3 separate regions of the Mus musculus genome follow, and all the other regions are linked to region 2. The links are chromatin contacts, called in public promoter capture Hi-C maps. All regions are on one chromosome and are shown on one strand. The core of a region is the stretch at or near the end of the contact, and the rest is flanking DNA. Distances in the headings are between cores, read along the strand shown.

What was found. Promoter capture Hi-C pulls out the DNA fragments that hold promoters and counts their contacts.
Region 1: a contact with region 2 is called in a promoter capture Hi-C map of embryonic stem cells, with 4 times the contacts expected there. The contact joins two enhancer-like sites. A contact is called at or near these places in 12 of 39 promoter capture datasets (the C10 cell line, the HPC-7 cell line, cranial neural crest and 6 more), 3 of 15 datasets of contacts at CTCF or cohesin (CD8 T cells, large pre-B cells and pro-B cells), 13 of 484 Hi-C or Micro-C datasets (B cells, the C10 cell line, ECoMG myeloid progenitors and 9 more), 3 of 115 datasets of contacts at active chromatin or transcription factors (T-cell acute lymphoblastic leukemia, large pre-B cells and regulatory T cells) and 4 of 9 other capture datasets (adipose tissue, embryonic stem cells, liver and 1 more).
Region 3: a contact with region 2 is called in a promoter capture Hi-C map of hematopoietic stem and progenitor cells. The contact joins two enhancer-like sites. A contact is called at or near these places in 3 of 39 promoter capture datasets (the C10 cell line, the HPC-7 cell line and hematopoietic stem and progenitor cells), 1 of 484 Hi-C or Micro-C datasets (bone marrow-derived macrophages) and 2 of 9 other capture datasets (adipose tissue and liver).

What each region holds. Positions count from the first base shown.
Region 1 is chr11:51,819,034-51,822,389 of GRCm38.p6, forward strand. It overlaps Jade2 (jade family PHD finger 2), which reads right to left. Exons shown (of 13, transcript NM_001357588.2): 11 at 2,046-2,163. Among named protein-coding and RNA genes, the nearest start is that of Gm30110, 35 kb to the right of the region's middle. Within about 2 kb of position 2,023, at least 33 of the 459 cell types and tissues checked have an H3K27ac peak or open chromatin away from gene starts, as enhancers often do. A contact at or near this core is called in the HL-1 cell line, embryonic stem cells, group 2 innate lymphoid cells and 1 more, where this site is marked.
Region 2 is chr11:52,045,171-52,048,404 of GRCm38.p6, forward strand. The region is part of intron 13 of Cdkl3 (cyclin-dependent kinase-like 3); the gene reads left to right. Among named protein-coding and RNA genes, the nearest start is that of Cdkl3, 43 kb to the left of the region's middle. Within about 2 kb of position 1,456, at least 126 of the 459 cell types and tissues checked have an H3K27ac peak or open chromatin away from gene starts, as enhancers often do. A contact at or near this core is called in the HL-1 cell line, bone marrow-derived macrophages, embryonic stem cells and 3 more, where this site is marked.
Region 3 is chr11:51,799,122-51,802,420 of GRCm38.p6, forward strand. No RefSeq gene overlaps it. Among named protein-coding and RNA genes, the nearest start is that of Sar1b, 37 kb to the left of the region's middle. Within about 2 kb of position 1,805, at least 76 of the 459 cell types and tissues checked have an H3K27ac peak or open chromatin away from gene starts, as enhancers often do. A contact at or near this core is called in bone marrow-derived macrophages and hematopoietic stem and progenitor cells, where this site is marked.

The DNA.
Region 1 (3,356 bases), core at 773-3,272, 230 kb before region 2:
GTGCGGGTTCTGTATGTGGTCCTTTGCCCTTTGGTCTGCAAAAGATGAGTCCCCGGCTGCTCAGCAGGGGCAGGGAGGCAGGAAGGCTTCTGGGAATAATGTCAAAAGAAGGCAGAGCTCTGTGTTCTGAGCTCTTCTCAGTCCCCAGAGCCTCTAATTAGACCTCAGTCTCCCGGCCTGTAACTCAGACCCCACACCTAGTATTACAAGGCCCCTAGACCGTCCATGTGTCACCCTGGTTACAGCCTTACATGTTTGTCTCACCCTGGTTACAGCCTTACATGTCTGTCTCACCTTGGTTACAGCCCTCCATGTCTCACCCTGGTTACCCTACAGCCTCCTTAAGCCCCTCTCTCCTCCATGTGCATCAACTTTAGGCATTGGCAATGCAATGCTCTTAACAATGGTTCCTACTCACAAGGAGCTTGAAGGGTCCTCAGACTCTAGGTTAGGGTGCAGACCCTCTGGTGTATAGGAGACCATGACAGAAGGTGCTATTCCTACCGTGCTGCCCTCAGCCTCCTTGAACACTGACACTTGTGTGTGGTCTCTAAGTACAGTAGAGTTCCCCTCATCGCTTCCACCCCGTGTGCCATGATTGACTGCACAGCCTGGGACCCCACTTTCCTCTCTTCTGGACTTGGGTAGGCTTCATGACTGTCAGTTCCATGGGGCCGTGACCTACGCTGACCTCTGTCATTAGCAACAGTCATTTTCTTCTCTCTTTTTGTCCCCTTTGATTACGCTGGGTTTGACTCCCAGCACCTGCACGGTGGCACGTGACCATCTGTAACTCCAGTCCCAGGGGATCTGACCTTCATAGGCAGACACCAGGGACACATGTATCACATGTACAAATATGCAGACAACACCTATGTAAACTAACTATGTGTAAGAAAGTGGTTCTTACATAGTCCAGGATGGTCTCGAACTCTCTAAGTAGCAGTGCATAACCTGGAATTCTTGATCTTCCTGCCTCTACCTCCCAAGGGTTAGAATTAGATGTGTGTTTGCACCATCTGGTTTTAGCCAGTGCTGGGGATCAAACCCAGGGAGGCTTCATGCCCTATAAAGTAAGCTACATTCCCAGTTCCTCAGAGGCCACAAGAGGGCGCTGGATGCCCTGGAACTGGAGGTATAGACAGTTGTGAGCTACCACATGGGTGCCAGCAATTGAAGCCATAGCCACTGGAGGAGCAGCCAGTACTAAATCCCTGAACCTCCAGACCCCCTCCTCTACAGGTATGTACTGCCACACTTGGCTTTGATGAATGCTGGCGATCCCAAAGGGTAAATGGAGCAACTCAGCTACGGGCAGAAAAGGGGCAACCATTCCCTCTGAAGACTCGCAGCAGCACTCCCTCCTCTTCTCACGTCCCAGAATGACCCACAAGCTGAGTCGGTAGCGGCAGGCATATCTCCAAAGCTCTCTCTACCTAGCTGCCTTCTGCTGTGTATGTTCAACGTCTGAGTGTAAATAATGTTCCTGTGTGGGGGGGTGCGTGTTAAGCTTATCTTCCCTTCACATGTCCAGACTCCATAACTATCCAATTAAGCCAATGTCAACACCTTTGCTCCTGGTTTCTCGATCTGCTAAATGCATGTTATACCTAAAGGATAGAAGACACATCTGATCAGAGCCTGAGTTTCATCACATGACACCACAGAGAGGGCGACACAGCCACATCTCCACACAGCTGCCTTCCTGAAGACTGAACCCTACGCTTACCAGGGTTCAGGGGAGCTGGCCAGCTCTGACCTGTCTTGAGCCCAGCAGAGTCAGGAAGACTGTGGTCTGCACCTGTCCTTGTGCAAGCTAAGCCACTGTGGATGGAACTGGGCTATCCCAGTGATGCCCCTGAGGGTAGAGGCTTGAAAGCCACAGTCCAAACTCTGTTTTCTCGCCTATCAGCACAACCACGGCCTTCACTGGTTCCCACGTGGATCTGTTATGTCCGTGAGAAGGAACCTGACTGAAGGGTTCTGGTCCCAGGCCCTTCCAGGCCGCATAGACACATCTTCCCAGCAGGGGGCGCCGTGCCTACCTCTGCAAAGGTCTTGCTCAATAAGTTTCATCTGTAGATGGAATATCTGCTCCTGAAGTTTACAGATGGTGTGTTTCGTTCTCTCCCGTCTTGTCACCATGTAGCACAGGTTCCTTACCTGAAGGGACACAGGAGAGATTTCTCACCTCACCTACTGCTGGCCATCTCAAGGGGCCTCGCCGCTGGGAAAAAAAGCAGTGTTTTGAACACCAGCCACTGCTGCTGCCTCCCCTCTGCCTTAAGACAATTGAGAATTCACCCCGAAACCCTGAGCATGCAGGGAGTATCTGGTCTCGAGCTGGCAACCCTCTCTTCCTGCCTAACACCCGCCTTTCCCAGCAAAGCAACTCTGCAGCAGATACAACCATCATGGCAAAACGCAGGCATGTCCCAAGGCACAGGTATCACTGTACTTTCAAATGAACACAATCTGGCAAAATAGCTTTTCCAAGTCTACCTGCTATCCCGGGACCTGAGCCAGGGCCTTGCCCCCTGGGCCAATGCTCCCATATCCACAGCAACATGATGCCTGACTTTATAAAGGACAGCAGCCCCTGACTCCCTTGGGCCAGCTGGTTAGAGTCCCTACAGTAGGCTTTGAAGTCATCTGGCTTAGCCCAGAGGACGGGCACACATTCTTCAGGTTGGCTGGCAGGATATGAAGTGGACCTGTCACTGCCTGTTCAGGGTTCCTCTATCCCCTAAGGACTGCTCTCTCACATACTTCCAGGCTTCAGCCCTGGAGACGCTCCCTCCATCTGGTATCACCTTTGGGCTCATGTGGAGTTTTCCAGAAACAGGGACAGTTACTGACCATAGCTGCTCAGCCTGGATCCTATTCCCACTCAGGCCTCCCTTTACACAGTTGCCAGGTGGTCTTCAGGTCTTACTTAGCTGCCTGAGTTACCTTTAATTAAGAGCTTCTCCTTCCAGCCAGGTGTGGTGGCGCACGCCTTTAATCCCAGCACTTGGCAGGCAGAGGCAGGCAGATTTCTGAGTTGAACCTCTGCCTCTCCTTCCTATGACTCCGGCCTTCCTAGCTCGAGGTAGTATGAGCAGATCTTTATCAGGTGTGACCTTCCTTTCCCTTCTGAGACTACTTGAGAAGGAGATCCTAGGAGGTCCAGTGCGGCGGACAGCATCACAGGAGGGATTCAATATGGACTCTGCCATGACATCCCGTGTGACATGTACTCTGCTGTGACATTCCATGCGTGTGTGTGTGTGTGTGTACTCCTCACCTGCACTGGCAACACCAGGCCGTCAGGGTTCACTCATTGCTGACTCCAGCTTTATCAATTCCCATGTCCA
Region 2 (3,234 bases), core at 206-2,705:
CCTGTGGCGTGTTGAGGAGTTGCATTTGCTTTAGACATGAAGCTGGGACAGGTGATAACAACCCAGTGTCTGCTCTGTGTGCACAAGATGTTTTACTAGAAATGAGAAGAGACTTTGTATTCAGAGGGTCTTTGTGTGTTTGTTTCGTTGGTTAATTTTGTTTTCAGAGTCTTGTGTAATGTAACCCAGGCTGACTTCAATCTTGTTGTGTAGCCCAGGCTGGCCTCTAACTCATTATCCCCCTACCTCACCGGAAGGTCTGAGCTACCATGAGTGTATGAATTTAGAATGTAAAAAAGACATGGTTGGAGAGATATTTTGGAGATTAAGAGCACTGACTGTTCTTTCAGAAGATCTGTGTTTGATTCCCAGAACCGACACGGTGTCTCACAACCATCTGTAACTCCAGTTTCAGGGGATCCAACACTCTCTCCTGTTCTTTGCCAGCACCAGGCATAGGCATGGTACAGAGGTAAAACACACATATTCATAAGAAATAAAATAACCCTAAAGATAAACATGTGTGTCTGCTGCTGCTCTTGGGAAGAAAGTCGGTGTAGAGACACAGTGGCCCTCTAGTGCTCCCCCTCTCACAGAGCCGTATTACTGCTGCAGTCATCCATTAAGACCATAGGCCAGAGGTTTGGTTTTCTTTTCCTTCTTTTTTTCCCCGAGTTTACAATGTTTTGGGTCTTTTCTTCAGAATTTTTGCACATTCATGGAGTTCTTGTTATTTTCTTGTTTCTTTGCTTGTTTTACAGAGTCTCCCCTAGCTGGCCTGAACCTCACTCTGTAGACTGAGATGCACGAGAACTCACAGAGTCCACCTGCCTGTGCCTCCAGAGTACTGGGACTAAAGGTGTGCACCACCACCCTGCTCATTGAGTCCTTAAGGTGATCTAAAAGCATACCTCTTACTTTGGGCATCTCCAGACTTTTCAGTGGTTGTCACTTTTAAAATGAGAGTTCTTTTTTTGAGGAGACTTTCAAATGCAAGATCACTAGGCTGCCACTGTGGCCTTGGAAGAAGTATGAGCCAGGGATGGGTCACATAACTTCTCAGCAGGCAGCCTCTGCTAACCGGATTGCTGCCACTGAGTCTGGCCACCATCTCTTTCCTTCAAGCATGCTGTGCACTGCAGATGAATCAGTAATCGGGGTCTGGGTTTTGAAATCTGCCTTGTAGATATTCATAGGATGAGGCAGAAGTCCTGGCTACAGTCCTTTGCCCTCAGTTGTCACAAACAGAAAAGGTGATAATTGGTAGCGCACGAGTATAACTGTGGGACCCACTTCCTTTCAAAAGGAGACAGAGGATGTGGTAGAGAGGAGAAGGCATGCCCTACTGCATTAATTAGTAAAGTGAAATTTGGCCTGTTAACTAACTAGGCCTGGCTCCTGATTCAGCAGTCCTGAAAGCCTGCTCTGGCTGGGCTCCACCCATCTCCTAAATCAGTCAGCTCTGTGGCTTTCTTCAGTCTCCCCCCCTCCCTTTGTGACCTTTGTGTAAGGTTTGACACTGTGAATCACCGTCCCTTTCTGGAACCACTCTCATCTTTTTTTTTGTCACATGTCTTCTTTCTTTTCTCACCTCCAAGTGCCCCTCTGCTCCTCTGCTAAATCACCTTCCCACCTGCTTCCCTGTCCGCATCCTGGAGCACAGGGTTTCAGTTCTTTGTTCTTCCTGTTCCCATGCAAGCAGCTTAGCATGGTCCCCACATCCCAGATGACCTCCTGAGAGCAGACATACAGGTCTAAACAGGACGGCTTTATCCTAACCATGGTTTCCCTCCAGCTCTTCCTGTTTTTAAAAGTGAAACTGATGTGGATCCCTTGTGTGTAATAAAGGGCCTGTCTCAGTTTAGTCAGCTTAACCCCGGAGCTTGGATGCTGGGCAAGCACTGGTCACCAAAGAGGCCCCCATTTCTGTCTTCTGGGTGTTTTGTGTTGTACCCAAGAATAATAAGGAAAGCAAACAAGAATGAACAGAGTGAACATAGAATTATTAAGGAAAACGAGACTGACTCCTGGGAATGGGTGGGGAGCAGCCCAAGGAGGATCGCTGCTGTGGGCAGGTAGTGTGGCAGGACCTGGGTGAAGACTTAGGGAATCTTTCTTGAGACTGTTTTTGCCTGGTCATTTGTATCATGGGTGTACCTGTGAGAAGTCTATACCCGCTGTGCGTGCTCCCTCTCCCCCTGTGCGTGTTCCCTCTGGTCAGACAGAGAGGTGATCATTTGCTGCTTGTCCAGTCAGGGGACTGGCTGTGAGAGGTGATCAGGTTGTCTCCAAACTGCTTGACTAGCTCAGGGTCCACAGTGGCCCCGCCTTTGAAGACACCTCTCATCTCAGTCCCATGGTTCTCCCAGCTGGAAACTTGGCATGGAGTTGATACTTTTCAGTCTCCGAGTATTGTGTCTGATAACCGTTTAAAAAGCAGGCCTACTTAATTTATTCTTGCTATAACATTCTGGTTCTTGAAAATGATACTAAGCTTTTCACATTTAAGAATGTATAGCCCTCCTAGTCTTCTTTTTCCCTTCCAGATCTCATTTTTAATGTTTTTAACTGTTTCACATCCTGTTTTGTGACACAAGATACCTCTTAATTTATGTTTGTTCTCAACCAAACCAGCCTTGAATTGCCTTCTGTTAAATGTTGTTTATGTGAGATAACCATCTACATGATCATGATCAGTTATTGTATTAGTCAGAGGTCCGCAGATAAGCAGAACAAATAGGATGATAGGATGATCCAAGAGTAGGCTTATGAGGTTCACTAACATCGTCAGAGGCTGATGGGTGCACTGAGGCCATCTGCACACTAGAGAGCCAAGGTGGCTCTCGGTCTGAGAAGATGGAAACCTCAGCACAAGAGACACGGTGTGCCACGGTCTGGGGCAAACGCCCGACAGTCCCTGAGGAGCCACTGGTGCAAATCTGTCCTTAGAGGCTGAAGCATCCAATGTTCACATTAGAAAGAAACGGCAAAATTCACCTCCACTCAGCAAGAGTCAAGCATGTAATTGCCTGCTTCCCACTTCTGCCTCCTTTTTGCTTTGTCTGTCCCCTGCCTATTGGATAGCACCTGAGTTCATGGTCGGTCTTCTTATAGCACCAGCTGCACACCAGTCCTCTCCAACAAGTCAGATTGACAGCCATATTCACCATCAGCACTTCCCACAGAAAGGATATAGAAAGCGAATGGGCCACACAAAACAGTGTGTCAGTAAGT
Region 3 (3,299 bases), core at 555-3,054, 250 kb before region 2:
ATTTAAAAAACTGTGTATGTCTCAATGGCTAAAGTGATGATCATTGGGCACTACAGACAGGAGATAATGTTGCAAAACTAAAATGACATTTTCTTTGTGATTTGTTCCTAGGGAGTTGGGTAAATGGGCAATAGATTTCCTCCACTAAAAGAATTTGTATGCTGGGCTAGAGAGATGGTTCAGCAGTTACAGGCACCTGGCTGTTCTTCTAAAGGACCAGAGTTCAATTCCCAGCATCAAGTGGCAGCTCAGAACTGCCTGTATCTCCAGTCCCAGGTGAGTCTGATGCCTGCGTCTGGCCTCCACAGGCACAGGCATGCATGTGAAGCACAGACATGCTTGCAGGCAAAACACCTATGTACATAAAAATGACAAGTAAAACGTTCAAAAGAGCAATTTTGAAAAGTAAGCTTGCAGTATGTTTACACAGTTGTCAGTAATAGAAAGGAGAAAGAGTGACTCAAAGCTTCCAGTGGAGATGAGAGAAGCCTGTGGGATAAAGGGATTGGTACTGTTTACAGTTTTTGTTTTACGGTGCTGGGGATCGAACCTAGGACCTTTTGCATGCTGGGTAAGTGCTCTACTACTGAGCATAGCCTCAGCTTGTTTACTGCTTTCCTGTGGTGGGGGGAGGGAGGAGGGAAGGACTACACACCAGAGCACACACACAGAAGTCAACAGCTGGGATGCTGGGCCTCACTGTTCATCCCTATGAGGCAGGGTTTCTTATTCACCACTGTGTACACCGGGCTAGCTGGCCCTCCAGCTCTCAGCGATTCTCCCACCTGTGCAGGAATCCTGACTTTACAGAAGTGTGCTGTTACTGTGTCTGGTCTTAGGAGATTCCCCTCAGCTCCCCGTGCTCGCATGCCAAGTGTTTTACCCACTGAGCTCTAGTGACTGCTTTCATGAGCTAAAGAAAGTTTAATAAAGCTGATCTGTGGTGGCGCACGCCTTTTATCCCGGCACTCAGGAGGCAGAGGCAGGTAGATCTCTGCTTTCAAGGCCAGCCTGGTCTACAGAGTGGGTTTCAGGACAGCCAGGGAGGGCTACACAGAGAAACCCTGTCTCAATAAACCAAAATTTGGGGGGTGGGGGGAGAAAGAGAGAGAAAGAGAGAGGGGGGAGGGAGGAAGGAAGGAAGGAAGGAAGGAAGGAAGGAAGGAAGGAAGGAAGGAAAGAAGGAAGGAAGGAAGGAAGGAAGGAAGGAAGGAAGGAAGGAAGGAAGGAAGGAAGGAAGGAAGGAAAGAAGGAAAGAAGGAAAGAAGGAAGGGAGGGGCTAGAGAGATGGCTCAGTGGTTAAGAGCACTGATTGCTCTTCCAGAGTTCAGTTCCCAGCAACCACATGGTGGCTCACAACCATCTGTAATGAAATCTGATGCCCTCTTCTGGTGTGTCTGAATACAGCAACAGTGTACTCATATATATAAAATAAATAATTCTTAAAAAAAAAAAAAAAGAAAGAAAGGAGTCAGGCATGGTGGCACAGCCTTTAATCCCAGCACTCGGGAGGCAGAGGCAGATGGATTTCTGAGTTTGAGGCCAGCCTGGTCTACAAAGTGAGTTCCAGGACAGCCAGGGCTATACAGAGGAACCCTGTCTCGAAAAACCAAAAAAAAAAAAAAAAAAAAAAAAAAAAAAGGAAGGAGAGAGAGAGAGAGAAACATTTAATATGAAATTCAGTGGGATTGTAGCTCCATTTCCTCTGGCACATCACAGAAAGCTAAGAGGATGCTAATATGGCCAAGTACTGACATCACCTTTTTGGTCTCATCTAGGTCTTGGGTTTCTTTGCACCCAACCAGGCCTTAAGTTTGAGCTGGTTTCTGGTTTCACTTTCTGATTAGGAAGCCAGACCCGGTTGGCTGCAGGCTAGAGAAAAGCACTTTGACTTCCCTCCTGTCTAGGGTCTTCAGTGTGGAGAGGGGCACAGGGACCCTCAGTAAGCCAGTGTAACGGGCACTCTCCTGCAGATAAAAGCCCTGACACTCCCTCAGCTCAATGGCTTCTGAAGGAAGCCTGCTGGGGCTGCTTTCCTTCCCGACTGTCTGGCAGCAGATGGCAGGGCATGAAGTTATTTAGAGAACACTCTTAGAGTTTCTCTCCACCCCAGCTTCTATTTGAGGACAAGTCGAGAATCGACACGCCCCTCGGATCATCTGCCAGTCAGGTGGCCATGAAATTCCTCTTGGATTAGCTGGCCCTCACCTCAGTCCTGATTACCTGGGGCCTGGGCAGCCTGCTATGTAATCATCTTTTTGTATTGCTCTGGGCAAAACCAGGACCGGACACCTACTCACTGTTGATCTGTGGGCCGGTGGTGGGTGGTGGCCCGTGAGAGGAAGCCCCAGGGACCCAAAAGGAGCTTTACCTGCTCCCGACACCAGGCCCCTGTCATGTAGTCACAGCCTCCCATAGAGAGAGTTGTGGCCATCAGTCATGTAGGGGGAGCGCCCCCAAGATCTTCCACATGTAGATGAGGCATCCCTAACATTTCAGACCCAGCAAATAGGAAGCGCCTGCTGTCAGACCCCTCCACCCCAAAACTCTATGTAAGATCCTATCCGGAAGGAACAAAGGTGTGTGTGAGAATGACTTCATCGCCTGAAAGCATCTGTCACGTAAGAGCTGTAACACTTCCTAGGAAGAGAATGCGCTCTCAAAGCTCTCCTGCACCTTGCTCCTAGCTCAGCTCAGCACAGCACAGCACAGTGGCACAGCATCTCAGAGCCACAGTGGCGGTGGTTACAACCATTCTGTAATGGGCTCTGATGCCCTCTTCTGGTGTGTCTGAAGACAGTGGCAGTGTATTTTAAATAAATAAATAAAATTTTAAAGTTAAAAAAAAAAAACAAAATAAAGCAAAAACCTTGAAGATAAACCAGGCTTGCTGGTGGACACTTAAAATCCCTGAGCCTGGGAGATGGAGGCAGGAGGATCAGGGGTTTTTAAGTCTGGCTTAGATAGTTTCAGGCCAGTCTGGGATACATGAGACAGGCAGACACTTGACACACATGATGCAAGGCCAAACAAGAAGATTCCCTAACATGATGAAGATTTCCAGAAAGGGCTGCAGAGCTGAATCCTGCGGAGCATAAGATGGGTAAGTGCAACGTGGGGAAGATGGGACATTCCAGGCAGACCAGCAGAGACAGGAGGACACACTGCAGTCTGGGGGCTGGCAGAGCCTAGTACATGATGACACAGACAGCGGGCAGGGAATATGTTAGAGTGGAGAAGACAGAGCGAGAGGCTTGGATGAAGGAGGAGGCAGGATTCCAGGACGGCCTCTCCCAGCT